2 separate regions of the Mus musculus genome follow, and region 1 is linked to region 2. The links are chromatin contacts, called in public Hi-C maps. All regions are on one chromosome and are shown on one strand. Each heading gives the region's core, a stretch centred on a gene start, on an enhancer-like site or on the middle of the called end of the contact. The rest is flanking DNA. Distances are from core to core; before and after follow the strand shown.

Region 1 (5,286 bases), core at 2,409-4,908, 38 kb before region 2:
AATTAAAAAAAAAAAAAAAAGCAGATCTTTAGATTACCAATTATCTGCATTGTTAACCAAAACAAGCCTAAACACCATTTTTAGAGTATACCTTTTCTTTTTCTTTTCATTAAAACAATTTTTTCATCCAACATAATCTAATCATGGTTTCCTCTCCCCCAAGTCCTCCCAGACCCTCCCTACATCTTCATCCTCCCAACTCCTATCTCTGTCTCTGTCTATCTGTATATCTGTCCCTATCTCTCCGGGAAAAAAAAAAATATATATATACCAAATTTTAAAAAAATCTACTGAGTCTAGAGTGAAGGATCAGCAGTAAAGAGCACTTGTTGTCTTGCAAAGAACTTCAGTTCAGTTTTCTAGCACCCACATCTGTAAGTCCAGTTCCCAGAGGTTGCTGTTTTCTCCTGACTCCACAGGTAGTAGACATAATGTGCATGCACACATGCAAGCAAACACTCATCCAAGTTAAAGAAACACACAAATACACCTATTTGTGTATGAATATCTCTATATCATGTTGAGTAAGTACACAGTTTTTAACAATAAACACCATAGACTTATTATGATTTAAAAAAATAAATAAGGGGTTGGGGATTTAGCTCAGAGGTAGAGCACTTGCCTAGCAAGCGCAAGGCCCTGGGTTCGGTCCTCAGCTCTGGAAAAAAAAAAAAGATAAAAAATAAATAAAGCAATACATAGAACGCCCTGGCACAGAGCAGAGCATGCGCTTACGTTACATGTGTTTATGTTGCTGTGATGAAATACATGACAGAAGCAACTTAAGGGAGGAGAGATGGTTCAGGAGTTGTAAGTCCATCATGGCAGGAAAGGCAGGATGACAGACTAGATGTGTGGCAGTGGGAGTGTGCAGTAAATGCTTGTACATGCCACTGAGCAGAGCAGAGAGAGCCTAGGCCCAAAGCAGTCATCCCCAACCCTCCCACCTCCTCCAGCTGTGTCTCATAGCCTAAGGTTTTACAACCACCCGAAACAGCGTTACCATGTAGAGATAAAGTGTTCAAACCCATGAGCCTACAGGGGAGATTTAATATGCCAAAATAGGAATGCAGTGTAGTGGCTCATACCTTAAACACACACTTAGGAGGCAAAGACAGTAGGTTGTATGAGTTCTAGGTCAGTCTGATCCACATACCTATGTCCAAGCCAGCCAAAGCTACATAATGAGACGCTGTCTCAAAAACAAACAAACAAAACGCCAGCACGGCCAGCATCTTAGTTAGGGTTTCTATGGTGAAGAGACACCATGACCAAGGCAACTCTTATAAAGGACAGCATTTAATTGGAGCTGGCTTACAGTTTCAGGGGTTCAGTTCATTATCATCATGGCAGGAAGCATGGCAGCCTGCAGATAGACATGGTTTAGGAGGAGATGAGAGGTCTACATTTTGATCTGAAGACAGAAAGAAAGAGACTGTTTCAGCAGCATTCAATTAAGCCTGGGAGCCCTCAAAGCCTGCCTAAAGAGTGACACACTCCCTCCAACAAGGCCTCCTCATAGTGCCATTTCCCATAGCCCAAGCATATCCAAACTGCCACAGGCAGTAAATTCAATTAAATACTTACATTCTTGGCACTAGGCTGAGAAATTCAACCCTCTAAAATAGAAGTATACAGCAAGGATTCTGAGGTTTAATAAGTTATTTCAAGTGGTTAAGATACATTTCTAAAACATGCAGATGAAAGCTACAAGCAATCTAAAAAGTAGGACTTTCCCCAGCCTGTCTGTCTACTGTACACTTATATAGGTTCTCCACAGCTTGGGACTGCTCAACAAAGGAAAAGACTAAGCCAATATAAGTGGGTACCAAAATGATGTGATAGTTTGCTGCATTTTGGTTCTGACAAATTCCTTAAAACTTTTGGTCACCAAGTTTCTAACATTTGTATGCTATTCAAATTAATACACAGCACATGACATGGTAAGTATTAAAGAATCTTTCAAAGGGTTTTTTAATTCTTATTTTTGTATATATGTATGTGTTCTCTTTGATCACGTATGCCACATGCTGTACACAGGTGCCCATGAAGAGGGCATCAAATCTGGAGCTGAAGTCAGAGGTGGTTGTGAGCTGCCTGACATGGGTGCTCAGAACTGAACTCAGGTCCTCTGCAAGAGCAGCAAAAGCTTTTGATATCTGGATCATATCCACATTTCCAAAGGAATCTTTTTTAAAAAATTTTTTTTAATGTCAGCACTTGGGAGGCCAAGACTAGCATATCTCTGTGTGTTCCTGGTCATCGCAGAAATATCACGAATTTGAAGTCTGCTTAGGCTGTGTAAAAAACCTGCCTTAACCCGTTGTTTTGTTTTGCTTTGTTTTGTTTTTTGAATGCCAAATAAACAGACCAAAACCAAACTTTTTTAGGAGATGGACATGGTGGTACACACATTTAATCTAGCATTCAAGAGACAGAAGCAGGTGGATCTGTTTGCATTTGAGGCCAACCTCAAATATATAGTGAGTTCCAAGACAGTCAAAGGTACACAGAGAGACTTCTCTACAGCGTAAGGAGTTAGAGGTCATCCTGGGCTACAAGAAGACCCTGTCTCAAAAACAAAAACAAACAGAAAACAAAGAAGAGAGCCATAAATGAGCAGCCGTGGAACGATAATCTTAGGACCCTAGGTAAGAAATTAAGAGTGTGAACCTTGTGTGATGACCAGCATAGTAAAATATAACTTGTTATATTGGCTACGTATATCTATCTACCTTATGGCACAAGACATCTGCCAAGGATATGACTTATGAAGCAATCACTCAACTGTGGAGGCTCCAAATGTCTTGTGGTAGGGCTCCCTGCTGCCACCTTCCCCTTCCCATTTTCTTTGTGTGCCTTCAGAACTACCCAGTAACGCTGCCTGATGTGTAAGCGTGCCGAACTTTTCTCAGCATGACTAAACCCAATTCCTTGACTATTATCAGGAACTGATAAAGAAGTTTAGATTGTTCCCGGGAAAGCACTTTAAAAAACGGATCCCACAAGATGACCTTCTAATTCAGTCACGGCTGCTGCACTACAATGACTTCTGAGGTGAGCGCAGCCGGTTGTAAATCTCTTCCGTAAATGCACAGGACAGGATCGGGCTGTCACTTGGCGTTTCTTCTTGAATCAGCCAGGCCCACCCGCAGATCTCGCCAGCGGGCTGAACCTGGAGAGCCCAGTCTCTCACATCAGTCCTTTCGCTGAGCCTGCGCTAAACGTGCTGGATGGACGTTTGCCACACGGGCGCGCCCCGGAGCACAAGAGCTGCGCGGCCTTGGGCGCCCTGACAAGCCACGCCAGGATCTGTTTGGATCTTTCGTGCTCCAACTCAGGCTTCAACTCGAACTCGTCATTCTCCTGCCTCAGCCTTCTGAGAGCTGGGCTCTCAGGCCTGCGTCAACACCCCAGGTCTAACCGGAAGTCAGGGACGCACCCAGACAAGACCCAGTCTCAAAGTCGCTAGATCTCTAGGCTGTGGGAAGGCGGACGCCGAGCCAAGGCCTCAATTCCAGCCTGACTCCACCCCCTCTACCCCACCCCAGCCACAGCTGCGCGTGCGCAGGCGCGCCACGTGATGCCATTCCCCGGGGCCGGGCGCTGCGTCTACGGAGAAGGGCGGGCCGGAGTGTCACGTGATGGTGTCCGGCCAGCCAATGGATACGCGTAACGCAGAATTTCGAATGTGGCGGCGGTAGCTGCGGAGCGCGGCGGAGCGGGAGGTTGCATCTGCTCGTCCGGACCTGAGTGGCCGAGGTACGGAGCGGTACGGGCGGCGGGACTGGAGGTATCTCTCCGACCGGACGACGCGTTCCGCTCGCGAAAGCGAGCACCCCGAAATCGACAGGGCTTTTGCTCAATCAAAGTAGCAAAAACTTTTTAGATAGGGGCCGGAGGAAGGGGTGTTCTCGCCGACTTGCACTGTCTAGCACGCACAAGGCCCGATTTCCATCCCACTGTGCTCGCGCACGCGAACAAACTGTAATTAACTTTAACTCTATCAGTTATTCATTCTGTGTGTCACTCAGATGTCTCCGGTGCAAACTTTTAAAACTTGATGGTGACCCACCCATTCTTATAAGAAGTCGTTGCATTTATTCTGTTGAACTCCCCTCTCCAATCTATCGTATATACACATTGGTAAAAATAAAGGGTTAGATAAGATATACAGTACCAATTTAAGGCTTCATTATGCGTGGAGGAAAATACGTCCTGGTGAGAATACTCAAGAAGAGATTCAAGAAAACACTTAACTAAAAGGAGATGAATCAAGATAGTTCTTGTGGTGACAATTATATGCACACATTGTGGTTGGCAACAGTTTACAATTTTGAGACCAGGAAGTTTATTTTGCTTGAAGCACGCTACTGTTATTAACATGAATACATGTTTTCTCAGCCCCAAAATTACTAGAGAAAAGCTGCCAAACAGAAACCCAGATATACATATAAATTGCTTCTGAACTAATACTGTAATCCTAAACACTAAAGGTTGGCTATAAACATTGTAAGAAAAGTAAGTCTGCTTATGGCTCATACATTTGTGGTCCCAGCTACTCAGGAGGCTGAGGTAGGAAGGACATGAGAGCTCTTAAGTTCAAAACCAGACTGGGTAACAGCAATATCCTGTCCCAAAATAATAAGTTCCCATAGAGCCTAGAATGTTGTACGCCTCCAATGAATATTTACTATAAGATGAATAATTGATACTTTCTGGAGTTATTTAATACTTTCCTATGAAATAGTAGAAGATAAGGTTATAGCAAAAGCATGAATGACATTTTATGGGATTTTTTTTCTTATGATGGCTTGATTCTAACATCTTTTTTCTTCTTGTTTTGTTTTAGATGAATTTCACTATGTAGCCCAAGCATAAATCTATGACCCACCTGCCTTAGCCTTTTTAGTAGCTTGGATTATTCTACAACACCTGACTTAATATTTCTAAGCAGAAAATCAAAATATTGCTTTTTTTGAAGTAAGTTTACAATTTAGTCTTTTGTAATCCCTTCTTGATGAACAGCCTATGTTTCTTAAATTTTATGTTTAAAAAATATCTGAGAAGTGTTCATTGGTTTTTTTTTTTTTTGTTTTGTTTTTAATTCAAAGACAAAGATGGCTAAGGAAAGGTGTCAGAAAAGGTCCTTTCAAGATACCCTTGAAGACATTAAGAATCGAATGAAAGAAAAAAGGAATAAAAATTTGGCGGGGATTGGGAAACGCAAGTCCTTTATTGTTGCACCGGGCCAAGTACCCAGTAAGAGAATTTTGTGTTGTCTTC
Region 2 (5,344 bases), core at 2,584-5,083:
ACAGGGAGAGAACTTCGAAGGAAGGCCTGAACTTCACATCCTGAGCCTTCTCTGAGCCGAGCCTAGAGGGAACTCCCATGCTCCTCTGCAGCAGCAAGAAGCCCTACCCCTGCTTCCCTGCCAAGGTCCTGGGCAGCTCTTACCTTGACTTGTTCATTTGAGGTTACTGCACAGAAAACAATCTCTGTGAATCCCTGGGATGGAAACATCCGGAAACAGATACCACCAATGACACGGCCATCTTTAATTAAAGCAAGGGTTTTGTGTTTCCTAAAAATAAATAAAATAATGTTCAATCAGAGTTTTATCTTGTTTGGTTACGTAAAACACTTGTGGAGATGCTTCCTGCTTGGAAGGGGATGGGTTGTAAGTTCTTTCATCTAGATGCTAGGCAGCCATTTCCCTGGACTCTACAGGGCAAGCCTACTTCATCAAAGCTCCCACCAAAGCAAAGAAAGTATTCCCTGAGAAGAGCCTGAGCCCATAAGTGTGTGCTTAGAAGGGTTCTGAAACTGGCATGCCCAATGTCCAGCGGGCTATAGGGGTTGGAGGGAGAGCTCAAAGCTGTACACAAGGATGGCCTGCATTTCTGAAGAGTTCACACTTACACAGACAGTGACGTTACATCAAAGAACATAACATCCACATGTAGGAACTGTCAAGCCCCCATGTGTGGAATCTCACCTGACTGACTCACTCTGACTTGCCACGTGCACAGAGCACATTTCACATAGGCTGTCTCGCTAACTAGGTCAAAATACAGCCAATTGGAGACATCTGCTTACTTGTTGTTGGGTTTGTTGGGTCTGTTATATATAAATTAACAATAAACACAGATTTACTTTCAAACCTCTGTCTGCCATCTGCTACTGTCAGGATACATGCTTTTTGCAGACTGACTGATTGATTGATTGATTGATTGATTGATTGATTGATAGAATTGTGCATTGAACCTAGGGCTTTGTTTATGCTAGGTGAGCCCTCTACCGATGAACTACATCCTCATCCTTGGTTGTTTTGTTTTGTTTTTCCTTAAACCCATAGATTTTGTAGGTTAACATATCCAAAATCCCAATGGTTTTCCCAAGGTTTACAGAGTATATGGCATAGCAGATATGGTGCTGTCCTCTGTACTTCTCCTGAAGATCCAACACAACTTTGGTGCAACCTTACCTATGGGTACTTGGTCTACAGTGGTACCTAGTTAATATAACAAAGCCAAGAATGTATGGGCTATGAAGTAAGACACCCTAGGATTTCTATGCTCTCGTGGCTATAAAATTTCAGTCTATTAATAAGAATGTAAAAAGTGTTGATAGATTAATCTTAGTGATTTTGACCCGAAAGTTATATCAGTATGGCTCTCTATCAACAGTAGGACAGAAGGCAGCTATATTCCAAGGGCTGAATGTCACTGTCTAAATAAACAGTTCGTCCTTGGACTGGAGAGGAACTAAGGAAGAATGAGTTGAACTTACGGGTCAAAGACGAGCCGTGTGATGTACTCTTTGGGCATTCTGGGCAGCTGGTGGGAAAACACATTCTGGAGGCCCACGAGCCACATCAGGATCTTCTTGTTTGGTTTCTGGTTCAGGGAGTTGCCCACCACGTGGAATTCAATGACACCCCTGCGTTCTTCCAGCCGTGCCGCCTCATCTCTGGCCGAATGGGCTGACAGAAAATTGGTCTGGGATCCAGAAGACAAGAATAGATTACAAAGGGCTTTTCTTTGAAAGTGGTGGACTGGATAATATGAACTCTTTCCATGTTCTGATAAGACTCTGATGTGAATTTCTGGGTCTTAAACACATATGCACAAGAGCCCCTGTGCATCCACATCCCACAAGTTATGAAGACAAAATAGAAATGTGAATTAAGTAGGTTAGATAGGTGAATCAGCAGTTAAAAAAGTTTACTATATAATCAGACAGACTGGAGTTTGGAATCCCAGTATCCATAGAACAAGCCACGAGCATCCTTTTGCACACTTGTAACCCCAGCTCCAATGAAGGCATAGACAGAAGGGTCACTAGGGCTTGCTGGCTTCCAACCTAACCAAGAAAATAAGCTGAAGCCCTAGGTTGAGGCCCCGTCTCAAAAGGCTTGAAGGAAAGTTGTAGGGGAAGATACTGAATACCCTCTTCTGGCCCTGATGCACACACAGGCATGGGAAACCACGCACACAAAAGTAAGTGGATGAATTAAGTAGATAAATTAGCATTATGAAAAGTTAATAAGTGCATGTGCATTATATTTTATATGGGTTAGGCATCAGAAAACTTTTGGTTGTTGTTCTGAGACAGGGTCTTGCTCTGTAGTATAAGCTGGCCTTGAACTAAAATCTTCCTACCTCAGCTTGCCCAGGGACAGGAAATATATATATCACTTCTGATTAGGAAAATCGTTTTGTAAGAGAACCTGTAGAAAATATTTTAGAAGAGCTGAGGAGATAGCACACCAACTAAAGCACTTGCTGCATAACTTGAGGACCAGAGTGCAGATCCCCAGAGCCTAGGATTTCAAGTGGATCTGGTGGCCAGCAGTAGTGCAAGCTGACTACTGAGACTAATCAACAAACAAGTTATGTGGGGTTTTGGTTTGTTTGTTTGTTTGTTTTTGTTTTGAGAGAGAATCTGCCATGCATGGGCACCGATGTCCTGCCATGCTCATGTGAACATATGTATCAACGCAAAAGTTATCTTTAAGACAATATTTTAGGGCGGTGTTAGAAAGCTGGCTCCTTGGTTAAGAGCATGCACTGCTCTTTGAGAGGACCCAAGTGTGGGTCCTACAAAATACACACACTTGGTGGCTCACAACTGCCTGTAACTCCAGTCCTGAGAGTCTGACACCCTCCTCTGGCCTCCTTGGGCACATGTACATAATTCCACACAGATATACATGTACAGGTAATTTAAACAATAAAATAAGATATTTTTAATCATGTGTACCCCCTCTCTCCTATTCAGTTGCTACTGTAGCCTATAAGCAGACACAGACACACTAGTATAGAATACGGAGCATGATCTTCCAACTCTAAGGAGGGTAGCGGAGCTTGAGGAAAAGATCAGCAGTTCACAGTGCCTGCTGGTCTACAGGGAACGCAGGCTTGGTTTCAAGCCCCCATATTGGGAGGCTCACAACCGCCTGCAACTCCAGCTCCAGGGGACCCAGTGCCCCTTTCTGGCTTCTATGGGCAGCCACACATACATGGCATGTACTCAGATATATGCCATAAATAAATAAAAATAAATATAAAAATTTTTGAATTGGGGGAGCAGTCAGGTGGCACAGCAGGTAGGGTGCTTGATACAAAACCCGAGAACCTAAGTTCAATACCTGGACAAAGACCCATCTGACGGAAGGTGAAAATGAATCCCCTCACACTGGCCTCTAACCTCCATATTTACACCATGGCCTGGGTGTCTCCACTGGTGCATGAACACATACACACACAAGCACATTAAATAAATCAGTGTTCATTTTTAAGAGAGAACCAATAAGATGCATTATCAGGTAAGAGTGTTCACTGCACAAAACTGATGACTTCGGTTTGAGGCCCAGAATCCACAACTAAAGGAGAGAACTGACTTGTGAAAGTTGTCCCCTAGCCTCGATGCATGAGTGAGTCACTCACACAACATATTAATAACATAGAAGCAATGAAAATAATAATAATAATAATAATAAATTAAAGACCATTAAGATAACAGGTTCCAAATTCTTGAAATAGAGCAGCAGTCATATTTATATTCTTAGTGCCTCTTTTGGGAAGACACTTTTCTTTCTAGAAGTATCTATTGATCCAGACTTAAAACTCACAGCAGGCTACATGGCCTAGAGCCAGCACCCCATGCTTTAATCCACCTCATGCTGGGCAAGGAAATCTTTGACAAACAGCTCTGCTGGGAAGAAAAATCCTAACTATAGCACTAGCTTTGAGGTCTCTGGCTAGTTGTCTAGGTGACTGGGTATCACTGTGGTAGATATTTCAAGTGACCAAGATATTTAAAAACTAGCTTACAAAAATGTCTAAAACTGTAGCAGCTTTCTTGGGCATGCTGATACACTATTAACTACAGCAACAGATTGTGAAATGGGAGACTGCCTCCCCACTTTTCATCTGAGCAGGCCAAGCTCTGGCTCATGTATGAAGTTACGAAACCCCTAAAGCCAATACACAGAAGGTCAGCTTTAGGTCCCCACAGACTGGATAGTCAGTCCAGAAGGAATGAATTTTATGAGATGGTTCTGTTGCAACACTCAATCCTCCAAATGATCTTTGACATTAATAAAAGAGTCACAAAAACAGAGCAGTATGAAACTTACTGATTTAATCTAGCAAAGCCACACCAAAAAGATAGAAGTTGTTTATACACTACTACCCAAGTCATGTGTTCATTTCCTGGAAACGTCTTGAGCCTCCCTGTTCCTGGATGTCTTACAATAAGATGAGAGCAGACTTTCAACCAAAATGTTTTACCTGCATTGACCTAAACTATTACACAGATCCACACTGAGATATTATGCATAATTTGCTAACAAAGTTCCTCAACAAAGACAGCATTGTAAGAGAAGAGAAAAGGCCTGGAGAATGGCTTTAAAGGAGACTAAGGAGCCGGGGATATGGCTCGGAGGTATGGAATATGGCATATAACAAGCCCTTGACTTGATCCCCACCACCACATGAACCTAGCAAGGTGGTTCAAGGTCATTAATCCTGGCTATATAGATAGTCCAAGATCAGCCTAGACTACATGAGACCAGTCCAGGAAAAAAAAAAGAAAGAAAGAAAGAGAGAGAGAGAGAGAGAGAGAAGGAAAGGAAGGAAGGAAGGAAGGAAGGAAGGAAGGAAGGAAGGAAGGAAGGAGGCAGGGAGGCAGGCAGGGAGGGAGGAAGGAGAGAGACAGAGACAGAGAGAAGGAAGATAAAAAGATGAAGAAATGAATACTGAATTCTATGCTTGGTTCTTAACTGAGCCTCCAACAATAACGCATATTATGAATAGCATAAATTGGTCAGATGGTCACTGGACCTAGAGGTTGAAAATTAGGCCATAAGTCAGCAAACTTTCCACTGAAAAGTCAAGAGATGAACTTTTTTTTTTTTTTTTGCAAGACACACATTCCAAGCCTCAGTGATTCCATTTTCCTGCTATGCGCAATGGTTAGCAATTAACACAGCCCAGAAAAGCGATTTCCAGCCTACGACGCTGGACACCTTCACTCCTAGCGAGTAAGAAGCTGACACCCAATTCCTTAGCCCACAAGCTGAGCAGCAGACATGACTGGTAGGCTACAGTCTGCCAACCCTAAACCAGAGAACCTTATAATGAAGTTAAATT

The links. Hi-C and Micro-C count contacts between places; a contact is called where the count stands out from the background.
Region 1: a Hi-C map of Th1 cells shows a contact between it and region 2, with 1.8 times the contacts expected there. The contact joins the promoter of Sgo1 here to the enhancer-like site in region 2. A contact is called at or near these places in 1 of 39 promoter capture datasets (macrophages), 2 of 15 datasets of contacts at CTCF or cohesin (CD8 T cells and the NIH/3T3 cell line), 16 of 484 Hi-C or Micro-C datasets (the Ba/F3 cell line, Th1 cells, Th17 cells and 9 more), 8 of 115 datasets of contacts at active chromatin or transcription factors (the HPC-7 cell line, embryonic fibroblasts, embryonic stem cells and 1 more) and 3 of 9 other capture datasets (adipose tissue, liver and pancreatic islet).

The regions. Positions count from the first base shown.
Region 1 is chr17:53,687,687-53,692,972 of GRCm38.p6, reverse strand. It overlaps Sgo1 (shugoshin 1), which reads left to right and starts at 3,658. Exons shown (of 9, transcript NM_028232.2): 1 at 3,658-3,762; 2 at 4,853-4,983; 3 at 5,115-5,262. The coding sequence starts at 5,121. It also overlaps the pseudogene Gm31532.
Region 2 is chr17:53,649,365-53,654,708 of GRCm38.p6, reverse strand. It overlaps Kat2b (K(lysine) acetyltransferase 2B), which reads right to left. Exons shown (of 18, transcript NM_020005.4): 10 at 1,479-1,687; 11 at 144-270. Among named protein-coding and RNA genes, the nearest start is that of Sgo1, 37 kb to the left of the region's middle. Within about 2 kb of position 3,833, at least 46 of the 459 cell types and tissues checked have an H3K27ac peak or open chromatin away from gene starts, as enhancers often do. A contact at or near this core is called in the NIH/3T3 cell line, Th1 cells, Th2 cells and 6 more, where this site is marked.